Linked DNA regions of Mus musculus: region 1 is linked to region 2. The links are chromatin contacts, called in public promoter capture Hi-C maps. All regions are on one chromosome and are shown on one strand. Each heading gives the region's core, a stretch centred on a gene start, on an enhancer-like site or on the middle of the called end of the contact. The rest is flanking DNA. Distances are from core to core; before and after follow the strand shown. Region 1 holds the start of Col23a1 (collagen, type XXIII, alpha 1). Region 2 holds the start of Tbc1d9b (TBC1 domain family, member 9B).

Evidence for each region. Promoter capture Hi-C pulls out the DNA fragments that hold promoters and counts their contacts.
Region 1: a contact with region 2 is called in a promoter capture Hi-C map of liver, with 2.4 times the contacts expected there. The contact joins the promoter of Col23a1 here to the promoter of Tbc1d9b in region 2. A contact is called at or near these places in 2 of 39 promoter capture datasets (the C10 cell line and liver) and 1 of 115 datasets of contacts at active chromatin or transcription factors (large pre-B cells).

Annotation. Positions count from the first base shown.
Region 1 is chr11:51,288,300-51,291,726 of GRCm38.p6, reverse strand. It overlaps Col23a1 (collagen, type XXIII, alpha 1), which reads right to left and starts at 1,807. Exons shown (of 29, transcript NM_153393.2): 1 at 1,340-1,807. The coding sequence starts at 1,600.
Region 2 is chr11:50,129,690-50,132,715 of GRCm38.p6, reverse strand. It overlaps Tbc1d9b (TBC1 domain family, member 9B), which reads right to left and starts at 1,356. Exons shown (of 22, transcript NM_001290760.1): 1 at 1,160-1,356. The coding sequence starts at 1,277.

The DNA of each region.
Region 1 (3,427 bases), core at 558-3,057, 1.2 Mb before region 2:
TAACCCAAGGACTTGCATAATCTAAGTCAGCCTTCTCCCTGAGCTGTGCCCCTAGCATTGCACAGCTCAGTAAAGTAGCAAAGACCATAGCAGGGCACAGCTTAGGGAACAGGTGGTAGATAGTACACCTGCCCCCTGCTTCCTCTCCCACAAGCAAGGTTCATTTTCTACTGTCCTTAGGATTGACTCCCCACCCCCACCCCCGCCTTTAGATCTGGGGCAACCACCTCCTCTAGGAGGAGGTGAACCATTCCTATAAGGGAGGCAGAGCTGAGAGAAACTGTAGTGTGCGGGTGTATGCCACAGTTCTACAGGCAAGAGGCTTGCTGTACCGAGGGTAGAGGTTCTGGCCAGGTATTGTCAGATGGAGTATCAGTAGACAGAAGATCAGAAGTCCAGGCATACAATGGCCATCTTCTTTTGTTTTTGTTGTTTGTTTTGATTTCTTGAGACAGGGTCTTCCTCTGGCTGTCCTGGACAGGATGACCTCAAACTCAGAGATCCTCATGCCTCTGCCTCCAAAGTGCTGGGATTAAAGGCGCTCATCAATATGCCCAATGGTTGGCATTTATTTATTTATTTATTTATTTATTTATTTATTTATTTATTTTCGTTCTGAAGCCCAGGCTGGACCTGCATCTCAACTATATAGTTTAAGCCAGCCCCCAACTTGTAGAGAGATTCACACAATTCAGCCTCCTAAATTCTGGAATTACAGATGCCACCAGGGCAGGCTCAAAACAGGAGTCTTAACCCTCGGAAAACAAACCTAAGACGCTTTGGGGGTGGCCTGTAGAGATCACCACCCAGCCAAACGCGCACAGAGGCAGCTAGCTCAGCTGTGTCCTAGTCTTCGATGCACAGTTTTAGTGGGCCAGCTAAGGAACACAGCACATCTAGGCCAGAGCCGCTCCCAACCTAACCTTCCCGGACACAGAGGAAGGGCTGGCCTGAGCCTTGAGGTGGTCCGGACTGTTTCAGGCAGACTAGCCGTGGGAACGCAAGAGCCTCATTAGTATCTCCAGCGCTGGAGAGCAGGCAGAGGCTGTGGGTCTGAGCACACACTTCAGTAGAGACTCCGCACTCAGGACTGTTGTTACCCCAAGGTCTTTCTTTACCATAGCCCCTTAGTGTTACCTAAACAGCCCTTTAAGTTGTTTTTCCTGCAGAAGCAAGTCCCGGCACAGAAGCTGGACAGCAGGACCCTTCCCCACCAGCGACCCCAGTGCAATCCACTAGGTGAGTCCTGCTCCTGAAGGTGACGATCAACGCCGCCCCCGCAGCCCTACACCCCCTCGTGAAGCGGGACATCCCCCGGCCGGCGATCGCGCGCCCTCACCTCCCGTAACAGGCGCTCCAGGTGCGTTTCGGCCCAGGCGGCCAGGGCTCCGGACGGCCCCGCATGCCGCAACAGCTCGCGCTCCTGCTCCAGCGCCGCCACTCGGCCATGCAGGGCGGCCGCCTGGGCTCCCAACAGGAGACAGGCGGCCGCAGAGCCCACCGACAGCAGCAGGCACAGCGCGCTCAGCGCCCGCGACCCGCAGCCCGCTCCGGGGTCCTGCGCGCCTCCTCCGCCCGCCGCGCGCTCGCCCGCGCCCATGGCGACCCGCCGGCTCTGCGTCGGCGCTGCGGCCCGGGGCGGCTCCAGGTCGGCGGCTGCGGGGCTCCGCGTCCGGGTGGCCGCGGATCGCGCACGCCCCCCTAGCCGCCCGCTCAGACTCAGCGGCCACTGCGGGCAGTTCCTTCTATGCAAATAGACCCCGCCAGAAAAGGCGCGGGGACCCACCCAGGGGAGGAGCGGCCGGACGGGGAGGGCGGGGGTGGTGGTGGGGGCCTGGCGCTCATCAGCTCCTCGCAGTCCGGGCCCTCGCCTAGCGGGTCCCGGAGCGCGAGCCTCTGTACCCCGCCGGTGCCACCCGAGGCACCCTATGCGGCCGGGCTCGGCTCTGTCGCAGGCCGCCTGAGGTTGAGGCACTCACTGTTCGAGCCTTGGGAGTGTTCCCCAAGCTTGTAGATTGACCTTTCTGACACTTGCAAAGCAAAACTTGGAACTCTGTGGGAAAGTTAGAGGTTCTTTCTAGACGGTAGCTGAGCGCCGCTTGGTGGCCAAAAGCGACCCCTGCGGGTGTGCGCAGGAAGACTTGGTAACCGAGAATCAAAGAGAAAGAGAAACAAAGGAAGGAAAGAGGAAAACTAGTGAGAGGAATGTGGAAGGAAAGAGAGAAATAAGGAGAATAAGAGACAAGGAAGGAGGCAAACTAGGCACCTCTTATAGTCAATGTTCACCATAGCAACTCAGGCATGGACACTAGACAAAAAAGCTCATACTTCTTTCCTGAACCAGAGGGAGCAGTTAGTTCAGGAAGCAGACAAAAAACAAATGGGAAAAGTGTCTAAAACTTGGTATACCTTGAATTCTGCAGGGACAGACTTAGCCCAAACCCAAATCTGGAATGCATCATACTGACTTGTCTTAACCACAGTTACATTAGGACACCAATCGGGCCCAAAGAGAAAGCCATCCACTTACAGGGATGGCCAGAGAGGCTGAAGTTGGAATCCAGGTTTTAGCTGCCAGGGCCCCCACAAGGCATATTTATACCTCAAAACTGGTCTCAAGTAACTGTCACATTAACTCCTGGGACACCCTTTCGAGAAGAGTCAGTCCTGAGTTTGGAGCCTGGTAAGGGGCACACGTGATGGAGTGGGTTTTAGATAATTTTCCACCTTCCCTTCTGACTCTCCTGTGGCTGTCTTCTTAATTTCTGTGGCTGCATTATCCATTCTGTATTCTTAAAGCCTGTTGAGACCCAGCAACACTCCTACTCCCCTAATTAAAAGGGAAATCACCCAGCTGGCAAGACCCTCTGAACTAAAACTTCCTGGGGTTGGAGGCTGTGGCCTCAGGTAAAGTGGAGTTTCTGGTAGTGGTTATAAAGTCTTGGCCCTGTGTGAAAACTGTGCCTGTGCCCAACAAATATTCTGAAAACCTCTTGCCAAGCAAACCTGACAGTCTACTGAAGTCTCTGAAAAGACGCCAACACCGTATTACAAGTTAGCACCCATTCTCACTACCCATTACCTACCAGTGTTAGTGTTAATGGGTACTGTTTCATTCTAGAAGCGTCTGTGTATTGAACAGGGCGATTGCTCCCTGGGTCTTTATTCTTGTCAGATACCTATGTGGATTAGCCTTCCTCCCAGACTGTGAAGAGCAAGCGCCTAATCCTGAAGTCAAGGTTTCCAGAGCCTGTCCCAGACTGCCCAATCTGAGGTGGCCTCGTTCTCAGTCCCCTTCATGATTAATCAGGAGATGGGGACATCTGTCCTAGTTACCTTTTAACTGTATCCTCTTGTTTCAGGCACCGCTGTCTTCTTACAGAACACTATCTGGCCTATAGCCGACGTTCAATAAACACTGGGTAAG
Region 2 (3,026 bases), core at 107-2,606:
GGCTGTGATGGCCCAATGGCCATGGCAGGCTGCACAAACCTGGCTCAATGTGATTTGGAATTCACAGAATGGCTGGCACCGTAGTCTGGACGCTCAGCCTTGAGAGGCGGGAGGCGGTTGGACACAGATGAATGCTAGAACAAAAGGGACTTGTCCCACGGTGCCCTGTGTTCCTCAGTGGCCTTATGGTAGCTTCCAAGGTTGATCACTGGGCTGTTCAAGAGGGCTGCTACCTAACTCTCAATAAACATTGGGTCCTGGAGCCAGGCCTAGCATCAACTCCAGTCATCTCTTGGCCCTCCGGGAAGGAGCCTGATTGTGGAAGGGAACATTGAGTTTTCTTGGAAAAGGTACAGTCCCTTCCACATTAAGAAGTGTAGCTCATGAGATGCTGGCAGCTGATGTCACCTAGGTGAGGCCACCAACTGCATCTGCAGGACTGTCAGCTGCCACCCTGCAAAACCAGGGCATTCACAGAAAATTCACTTTCCATATTGAAAGATCTGGCACCCAGAAGGGTCCACGTACAGGGGTCTGCTGCAGGGCCGGATCTGGAGTACTTGACAAGCCCTGGGACACACGGGGCTTCCAACAAGTCCTGCTGAATAGATTCCCACAATGCCACATGTCACACAAAGTCAGAGGCTCCCACTCCAGCTGCTTCTGTGTGAGTGGTAGTGCTCAGATACCCGAGAGGCACCCGGGGTAGCTCTGAGGGACACTTCATATATACCGATAAATATGCAAAAACAAGCTTTGAATTGGGAGCTCTGACGGCATCAAGTGAGGAGAGACCGGAGGAAGGGGAGGTCAGGGCATCTTTGGTCTTCGCCAAGAGGCAACTCTTCAGTGAACTAGGAGTAAAGAGGGCAAAAGGAAACGTGTGCTTATGCCACTTGGTCCCTCAGAGGCAGCTGGAGAAACTGAGGCAGAGGGCGAGCTGGGGAACCCTGCTGGCTTCTGGTTGCTATGTGACTTTACAGGACTGTGCACACGTCCCGGCGGAGGCCACTGGTGTCCTTCCCCTGCTGCCTGTCCCGGGATCGTCCTCCCCACCCGCCTTCCGACCCCCCTGTGCCGCTGCGCGTGCCCGCGGGTCGCGTCCTGCTGCCCCGCCAGGCCCGGTGCGCACAGGCCCGGCCGCCCGCGCCCCGCTCACCCGTGAGGCCTCCGCCCTTGCCGTGGCCTCGGCGCCGCTGCAGCACGAAGAAGGGGTTGGCCCGCTCCGTCACCCATAGCGCGTTAGCCACCAGCACCTCCTCGGGCCCGAGCCACATCCCGCGGCCGCTCGCACCGGGCCAGAGCCCGTGAGGCGGAAGCGCGCGCCGCCGTCGCCGCGCCCGAGCCGAGCCGAGAGGAGCCGAGAGGCTGGGGCGGGGTCGAGACGTCGGCCCGAAGGTTGGCTCCCCCTAGCGGCCGCGCTGGCTCACAGCGTCGCCCTCCTCGACCTCTCCTGGCCTGGCAGTCCCCTCCAGCCCTGCTGCCGCTGTCCAGTTTGGAGGGGATCGCATGCTCTCTGCCTACTGTGCAGCCCAGGCGAGTTAATGTGGCAAAAAGCGTCTGGAGAAGGGTACAGCAGCGCCTGGTCAGCCTCGGGATTTTGACTCAAGTCTAAGGTTGGGATCCTCAAGAGCCCAGTTGTCAGGAAGCGCAGCTGGTGCCCTTTGAAATAAGTGCGCTCACCCCATCTGACAGATGGATTGGGGTGGCCTTGAGGCTGAGGTCACAGATGAGCACTTAATTTTTTTCATAAGCGTACAGCAGTATGATCTAGGGGCGCAGTGCCCTGCTCTTACCTCTCCTGGCCTGAAGGCGGCAGTCTCTGACAGTACAAATTCACCTTCAGATCCCAGCCCAGGGCTTCTGCCACTGAACCATGAAGCAAAACTAGCTACTGCGGGCTCTGTGAACTAGAGCCCGGTTAAACAATTAGGAACAAGATAGTTTCTGACTCAAAGGTGCAAATGACTCCGCCTGGACAAAAGGGGCGGACCATATTTATTTTGGTAAAGGCTAGGGAGACAGCTGTATGAGCTGTCCCCATGTCACCTGGACATGGCAGGAGGGTAAAAGGAAGGAGAGATAAATTCATTCTGGGAGGTTTGAGCAGATGTAATGGGTGACAGCCAGAGTGAGCCACAACCTTCTGAAACGCGGCTTGTGACTCAGCTTTCAAGACATGGCTTTCCTTACAACTTTGAAGTACAATATACTCCGGTTATCCTGACAGAGTACACAGCAACCAGTCAGTCTGGCTGTCCATCATCTTACTCCATGAGGGAGTGAGTATGATATCCATGTATGAAACATAACTAAACTCATCATCTCTCAGATACTGGATTCTCAGCCCATTGTATTAATGTGTCCTGATAGTAAGTCCTCAATGAGGACTTTGGACGCGCAGACGAATGCTGCTGTGCTCTCTGGAGAAGTCTACCCTCAAGATTTCGGAAGTAAGCCAGGCATGGTGGTAGACACCTTTACCCCAGGACTTGGGAGGCAGAGGCAGGTATATCTCTGTGAAGTTGAGACCAGCATGGTTTACCTAGCAAGTTCTAGACCAAAAATAATTTAGAAGTAGTGGACTGAGGGATGGCTCAGCAAAAGATGGAGATTGGGGGGGGGGGGGTTACAGCTCCAGGGGATCTGATACTCTCTTCTGGCTGCTGAAATTAACAGCAATAGCATTCACTCATGGATGCACACACACATATACACAGAGATAGAGACAGAGATAGATAGATAGAGAGAGATGGATGGATAGATAGATAGATAGATAGATAGATAGATGGATGGATGGATGGATGGATAGATGGATGGATGGATGGATGGATGGATGGATAGATAGATGGATGGATAGATAGAAATCTACAAAAAATTTAATTTGGAAGAATGATAATAATTTTATAAAAAGCATTTGGAAGTACCTGAGAACCAGTGAGATGCCTGACTTTGATCTCAGAGCCCACATGGTAGGAGAAAAACAGCTCCTGCAAGTTCCTTTGACTTCTAAGTAAAATAAAATA